Regions from separate parts of the Mus musculus genome. Here region 2 is linked to region 1. The links are chromatin contacts, called in public HiChIP or PLAC-seq maps. All regions are on one chromosome and are shown on one strand. The core of a region is the stretch at or near the end of the contact, and the rest is flanking DNA. Distances in the headings are between cores, read along the strand shown.

Region 1 (3,873 bases), core at 812-3,311:
TCTTCTTCTTCTTCTTATTATTATTATTACTATTATTATTAGAATGTTTGTCATCCTACAGAGGTATTTAATTTATGTAATTTATTGTCAATTTCTAGTTTTTTCAGAAAGTCGAGGAATCAGGTCTGGAATCGGAAGGAATTTTTCGACTCTCGGGATGTACTGCCAAAGTCAAGGTACTCAGTGATATCTCTCTTCCCAGATAAAGACGTGAGCTAGCCTTGGTCAGCGTTCAGTCGCTCAGGACCCGAGAAACACTTATAAAATAAAGTATTTGGTTGGGGGGCTTGCTTACAGTTTCAGAGAGTGAGTCCATTGTCATCGTGGCGCGGGGGCTGGGGTGGGAACATGGCAAGAGCATGGGAGCGTGGTGGCACTCAGGATGCTGCAGCAGTTGCTAAGAGCTTCATCATGATCAGAAGGCAGAGAGAAGAAAAAAATGGGCCTAGCATGGGCTTTAGAAAACTCAAAGCCAACCCCCCACCATGACGCACTTCCTCTACCAAGACCACAGCTACTTCCCGAGGCCACACCTCCTAACCTTTCTCTAATAGTGCCACTTCCTAATGACTAAAGCGGTCAAATATATGAGCCTATGGGGGACATTCTTAAGCCACCATGACCCAGTTCCAGTGAGCATCAGAAATCTCGTCTCTGTGACCGCCGTTGTCCCTTTGATAGTATGGCTTGGCTTGCCATAATACTCTTAAGTACTTCGGTTGTATGTCTCTTCCATGCTGCGATTCTTAGAAGCTAGAAGAGTGAAACATTGCCATTAAAACTGTTGCTTGTCTTCAGATTGGAGTTTGAAACACCCGGACCTGTTTAGGGGATCAACTTTTTTTTTTTTTTTTTTTTTTTTTGGCCTTTAGGAGTCTTTGAGCTTTTACTTCCATTGCTAATTGCTCACAGCTGAGACCCATTCTTAGCTTCTTCTTTGGTCAGATTTCATCTAAGAATTTGTAGCAGTGCTCCTAACCACTGGAGTACTCACTCAGCAGCAGCTCTGAAACCCCAGTTCCATGTATGGTAATGCCAGCATCTACATAAAACCGCAGCGCAGCAGTGTGAATTCCTTTGCTCTGCCTTCTTATACCCACACAGGCAAGCTCTACAGAGCAGTGAGGAGTCCTGGAGGGGCGAACCTTTTCTAGTAAAAGCTTTCATTGTGCTTCCTTTTGGGCACACACATGCCTACGTTTTGGTCACCCCAGTCTGTGGACACCCAATGATGGGCCTTGAAAAGAATGTGCAAGTGGTGGTGAAGAAATGATTGTGATAAGCCAATGAAAGAAAAGGCACAGGGGTGGAGAGGAATCCCTTCATTAATTCACTTATACTTGAGGGAATCTATACCTATGAGAAGGGTCAAGGTAGAAATGTTGAAATATGGTAGCATATTTCTTTTCCTTTTTCTTTCTTTTTTTTTTTTTGTTTTTTTTTTTGTTTGTTTGTTTTGTTTTTTTGTTTTGTTTAGTTTGGTTTGGTTTTTCGAGACAGGGTTTGTCTGTATAGCCCTGGCTGTCCTGGAACTCACTCTGTAGACCAGGCTGGCCTCGAACTCGGAAATCCGCCTGCCTCTGCCTCCCAAGTGCTGGGATTAAAGGCGTGCGCCACCATGCCCAGCCAGCCTGCAGCATATTTCTTGAGTGAAAAGAAATTAAGTAGGCTGTGTCTATTGGCTCCTCCAAAGCAACAATGGACTGGTTGGTAGTGAAAGAGAGCTGGTAGGACCTGGGCTATGGTACAAGCTTGTCACTTCCTCCCAACAGGGGAGCCCTGCACTGGGCAGAATGGTGCAAGCCTGGAGCCATCTACCTGATCAGTCACCGGCTAGCATAGGTGCTGGGCCTGACCAGCCGACAGAATCGGCCACCTGAGCCTCTTTGTAAATGAATGTGGCAAGTTCTCATTTGTAGGGATGTCTGAAGATGGGCAGGTTGGAAATTAGGACTCCATTCAGCAAGGAGCTGGTTAAATACTAACACAGTTTCATTTGGAAGGCTCCTGAAGTGAGCTTGTTTTGATTTATCGTGTTCCGTTCATAGGCACGCCTCTGGGGAGAACACGCAGTAATGAGGATAAAGTGTGGACTGCTTTGGTTGTCTAAGTTATCAGCTGAGTCAGAGACTAGAAAGAGAGCCAAAGAGCCAGGCTTCGCCACCAGAATCAAACTCCACGCCTCTAAGCCCCTCTCTGTGCAGATCCACTGTGAAGAGAAAAGTTTCTTACGTGCCCCGCGTATGATGTTAGAGTGGGAGTTACGTTTCTTCGACAACCCTTTCTTTGTGTGAAACCTGCTTACCGAAGGCTGATCACCCTTCAGTGTGTTCACTGACGCATGAGTACCCACCCCGAATTTAGGGCAAGGTCTATTTTCCCTTACTGTTTTTGACGTTGTGTCAGCCGGTTTATTCTGCCGCTTGTTAGTCCACAAATGCAATCCAGATGTTTTCCTAGCTCTGGTTTCAGGCAAGCAAGCATGGAAGAAATCTGAGCCAGTGAGCAGATACTGGGAAAACGCTGTGGCTAGAGAGACAGTGGCCCTGGATACGTTGCCTAGGCCTTCACGTCCCCTTTATTCAAACCTTCAGTACCTGTGCTGGTTAAGTTTTCTGCTGTGTTTTCCTTATCCCCGAAGTACATTTCTGACAACGTGCTTGGGGAAAGGCAGTTTTCAAAAGCCATTATAATTACTCTTGATTCGAGCCAAGTAAATGACAGCAGCCATTGTGTGGGGGGTGGGGGTGGGGTGCTGATATTGAGTGGTCCGGCTTTGCGTTCTAGATGATCAGTGGGCCTGACAGGGACTCAGGCCTGAGAGGAAGCTGCTCACCTAGAGCCAAACGAGCTGCAAAGCCAGCTTCCAAGTCTGAGGCCCACAGATCATTTGGAACCAGTTTGATGCTTTGGAATGCTCAGTGATGTTCTTTTCAAAACATCGCAGAAATCTGAGCCAAACGCTGGGAACGTGTTTTATGGAAGAAGGCAGACTGTTTGACGTGTAAGCTCTCCTTGCCTCTGCTGCCTGTTGTTCTGAGGTTAGCTGTAGGTGCTTTGGAGTTATGCCACCCTGTGTGTTTGGTCTCTCTCCCGAGCTGGTAGCTTCAGGCTGGGGCTTTGCTTTTATTTATTTATTTATTTATTTTGTGAAGATGCTTCAGAAACTGATGTAGCCTTCTCTGTGCTCCAAAGAGACTTAAGGACACGACTTTGACTCTGCCTGTGTTCTCCTTAGTGGTAAACAAAAAAAGAGGTTTCTAGTGACTGATAGATTGGCGGGTTGGGTAATTGGTGGATTGGTTGGTTGGTGGGTTGGTGGATTGGTTGGTCGTTGCTGGGTTAGTTGATTGATGGGTTGATTGGTTGGTTGATGGGTTGGTTGGTTGGTTGATGGGTTGATTGGTTGGCTTTTTTGAGACATAAACTCATCATTTGAACCCAGGCTGGCCGCATACCCATCAGTATCCTGCCTTGGCACCTAACTCAGCAAGCTTGACACAGATTTCAGTTTCGCAGCCTCTGGAAGCCGTAGAAACGCTTGTGTTTGGCATGAGATGAACAAAACGGCTGGCTCTGTTCGGGACTCAAAGTAGGCGTCTCACGAGAACGAGGCAAAGGCTGTAAAAAGGGAAAGGCTACTCAAGTCTCATTTAAGTTATCTCTTTAGGGCTGTATCAGTCTGATGCTTCCAGGTGCCTGCTGTTTGAGGTAAACCCTCAAGTCCAAAGGCATGGTAGAAAATGAGTTTGACCATAGTAAAGAAGCTTAAAGAACAGTTGCCACTGATAAACAGATGACCCGATAATGCAGACTCTTTCAAGTAGGACCTGACTGTGAGTGGAACTTACAGAGAAAGGCCTGGTGCTTTAA
Region 2 (3,934 bases), core at 340-2,839, 1.3 Mb before region 1:
CCTTTCTTCCATACTGCAAATTACAAAAGAATTAGGGGTTGGGAGCTAATAGAAGCTTCCAGTCCTGCAGTGTGCAATTTAACCAATCATCGCAAGGTCTAAAACCACAGTACCGAAGACATTTCACCAGTGATCTGCAGGCCTAGCACCTAATTTAGACTTCTCTACCTCCACTGTTCTCAAGTCCTTTTCTTCTCTCTGCTTCAGGAACGTGTCCTGGAATAGCCGAACCTTTGAGTAGGAACCACCCCGACTTCCTACAGTGCTACCTCATCAAGGTGAAATCATGGCAGTCATCTTTGCAAAGACCCAGACAGAAGACACCCGAGACTGATGCGTGGCTCTTCCCTCTGCCCTGATGAGATCACACTAAGTTCATAAAAAGCAGCTAATATACTTTATAGGCTATGAGGTACGTAGAGTATAGGAGCACTCGGGACCTGAGCGTCCTCTGACCCCCTGTTAGATGCTAATTTGGACCAGACATGTCTCCACACTAGAATTCTCCAAGGATTAAAATGTCAAATTACAAAATAATATCAGCAAATAAAGCAAAGTTAGAATGGAAACTAATTACCCACAGATCATGGCAGATAGCTCCTACACCTGTGACACCTCTAGCTTTTCTATTTTTCCCCAGTTGTGAACAGCAAGCACATTGCGTCAAACCACAAAACAGCATTGCCAACTCAGAAAGTATAAAAGATACGAGATATTTTAAAGATGGCACTAATAACCTAAAAATGAAAAAAATTTACGCATGATATTGCAATAGTACAATAGTGCAAACAGGATCAACTACAGGCTTAATAAATTTAAAAGCCTGACTTGCTGAACCCCACAGTATTTTCTTATGGGACAGAAATATTCGAAGATTTTTACCACTTCACATCCATACGATACCTTGTTGTGCTGTTCACGGTGAAAGCCTCATGAAAGGCTTCTGCAGGCTTCGATGGGACTCCAATGCTTCTGCCTGCCCCACCCTGTTTTCCTCTGAGCCATAGTGATGTCATAGCCCCAGCCCAGCAATGATGTCACTGTCCGGGCCCTGTTTCTGGGGACATAATCCTTTATAGCCAGGACAAATGCAATAGCAGTGGAGCCCTTCAAAGGGCCCTGAGTGTCTGATGAATTCCCATCAAATGAGCAACTAGTGGTGAGCCTTCTGAAAGGACGGGGTGCTGAAGGTGAACTTGATTCGTGGCTCTCAGTGGGGAGTTTATACTCCATCATAAAGCTCACACTCAGAGGGGAGTGGAATTCAGAAAAGACTGTGAGGACAGAATTATGAAGGACAACCAGAGTACTCTACTTAAGAAAATTCTCTTCGCTATACTTGAATTCTCACCCGAAAGGAAAGATTTCCCAGGCTACTCTTGGAGTCAACTTTCACTGCCATGGAAATCGCCGATTCCCACCTATCCATTGTAGAATTCCCCTCAGTGTATGGGAATGCCAGGGTGGGAGGACAGGAGTGAGTGGGTAGGTGGGGGAGCACCCTCATAGAGGCAGGGGTCCAAGGTAGGGGATAGGGGGCTCCCTAAGGGGAGACCTGGAAAGGGGCAACCATTTGAAATGTAAATAAAGAAAATATCCAATCCAAAAAAAAAAAAAAAAAAAAAAAAAGATGGCTGTGCATCCTACAAGCGAAGAAAGCACTGATGAGCCAATCCCTCCACACTAGCCTGAAAGGACAGCATCAACAGCTCTCTGAGGTCACAGGTTGTCACCTCACTCCTACCTCAGTGCACCCTTAGTGGCTTGGCCATTGGACTTAGAAACCTTATCATTTATTTGTGATTACTTTATGTGCATTGTTGTTTTGCCTGCATGCGTGTCTCAGTGAAGATGTTGGGTCCTCTGGAACTGGAGGAATGGATGGTTGTGAACTGCCATGTGAGTGCTGGGAATCAAACCAGAGTCTTCTAAAGAGCAGTCAATGCTCTTAAGCACTGAGTCATCTCTTCCAACCCTGCCTTTGGATTTTTAAAAAAGCAACACACACACACACCCCAGATCCAGTCAGAGAAGTAAACCTGAATCTTGTATTTCCACAGAAATCAAAGTTGGCCTTGGTCCAAGGACCCAACGGGGATTGGCGAACGCACTCTCTAAACCATATTTATGCCTAAGGAAATTCTCTAAAAAATTAGATGTAAGTATGTCATTGGGACAATGGCCTTTGCCCCCTAGCTCTACAATCCTCGGCCTAAAGGTGTTTACAAGCGACAGAGGCCACTCTTCTGGTTTCCGATCAAACCTCTCGAAACACATGCTCTGTTTTTGCAAGAACTTGCTGTGCGCGAGATCAGTTCATGCAGTGGCTTGTGCTTCTAATTATCTAGCTTTTTTTCTAGACCATTGGAATAATCATAGTGTAAATAATTCAATACTCACAGCCTTCAGCTTATTCCATCGGGGTTTTGGAAACTAACAAAGGAGAGGCATGCTTCTTCAATTTGGAAATTATTTCCTCTCACGATAACTTTGTTACTCCAAACAAAGGTTTAAAAAGTTGATGCCACAATGACCATGCAATTCAAAGACAGCGGTAAAAGCACTGAGCAGAGTCAATAAGGATCATCAAATCCCTCCTCCTCCTCCTCCTCCTCCTCCTCCTCCTCCTCCTCCTCCTCCTCCTCCTCCTCCTCCTCCTCCTCCTCCTCCGCAGGTTCACTCCTTCAAAGCCCCACTTAACTCTAACGGTGCTGCATTCATGGCCTCCGGATATACGTGGAGTTCCATCATTTTTGATTCATGGGGGCTTTAAAAGGCAGTGTAAGGCGCAAAAAAGAAATTTCTTTTGATCGCCGGATTTGATGAGTCCTTTACTTGGTTAAGTTATGCTACCAAGAGTAACCCCCAGAACATCCGACCGCCCCACAGATCCCCAAACGGGCCCCTGAAAACCCCAGCCAAGGATGTCTGCAAAAGCAATTCCATAAAGTAATGTAAAAAAGCTGAAACGCCAACTTAAACACGTAATGGAAGCATTGCGTTATTAGCAGGATTGCCTGGCCCTCTCAGGACTGCCCAGCCTCCATGCTTAATTAATACCACATGTTCCCTTTATCATTCGATTTGTTCTGTAGCACTCTTCCCAACTTGAACCCTGGTCTGCAAAGACGGGAAGGTAAATCGCCCCCCCCCCCCGACCCCCAAGAAAACTTCAGATCAGTACATCTAAAAGGAGAAAGAAAGCAAGAATGTTCCCACCAGAAGGACCACACTTACAATCTGCGAGGTAACCACACCCACCGCATTGCAGAAGCTGTGAACTTGGCACCGGGTGCAGGGGGTAGGGGGAAGGGGAAGAGTAGGGCGCGATTAGAGAGAGAACCCGAAAAAGCAAGCCCTCCCCCCACCCCCGGGTGCAGGAGCCTGGGTGCACCAGCCGCAACTAGCAGGGACCGGAGTCCTGCGGTCCCCAGCCTCCCTACCCCGACCCCTCCAGGCGACCCGCAGTCCCGAGGGCGCCAGGTGAGCCGCGCCCGGCCGAGTGCTCGGCTCTGCAGGCCGGGGCGCGTTCCCGCCCGGCGCAGGGAGCCGTCCCAGGGGCGCGCGGCCGGCAGGTGCCCAGGCCCGGGGCAACCTGGCTGGCCAGTAGCCGGCCCGAGGTCGCCGGCCACTCGAGGGAGAGGCAAGTTACGTAAAAGCGGCCCGCCTCGCCGTGGAGCCAGGATGCTCCGAGACCCGCCGCGCCCGCCCGGGGCACGGACGCAGCGGCAGCCGCAGCCTCGGGGACGCACAACCCCTCCCGCGCACAGCCCCCGGCCTGGCGCCGCAGTGTTTTTCCCCCCAAGCCCCGCACGCTCGGAACATGGCGTCCCAACCCGGGGTTCCGCGCCGATGGCTGGAGAGGGGCGCAGGGCCCGATCGCCCCCAGGGGCCGGAGCTCGGAGAGAGGCCCCCAGGGCGGAGGCCGAGGTCG

What was found. HiChIP or PLAC-seq counts read pairs in DNA pulled down with a chosen protein or histone mark.
Region 2: an H3K4me3 HiChIP or PLAC-seq map of embryonic limb bud shows a contact between it and region 1, with 8 times the contacts expected there. The contact joins the promoter of Epb41l3 here to the enhancer-like site in region 1. A contact is called at or near these places in 1 of 39 promoter capture datasets (cranial neural crest) and 5 of 115 datasets of contacts at active chromatin or transcription factors (the NIH/3T3 cell line, embryonic forebrain, embryonic limb bud and 2 more).

What each region holds. Positions count from the first base shown.
Region 1 is chr17:67,865,254-67,869,126 of GRCm38.p6, reverse strand. Arhgap28 (Rho GTPase activating protein 28) reads left to right here. Exons shown (of 18, transcript NM_172964.4): 10 at 99-176. Among named protein-coding and RNA genes, the nearest start is that of Arhgap28, 140 kb to the left of the region's middle. Within about 2 kb of position 2,061, at least 63 of the 459 cell types and tissues checked have an H3K27ac peak or open chromatin away from gene starts, as enhancers often do. A contact at or near this core is called in embryonic limb bud, where this site is marked.
Region 2 is chr17:69,157,011-69,160,944 of GRCm38.p6, reverse strand. Epb41l3 (erythrocyte membrane protein band 4.1 like 3) reads right to left here and starts at 1,589. Exons shown (of 23, transcript NM_001355734.1): 1 at 904-1,589.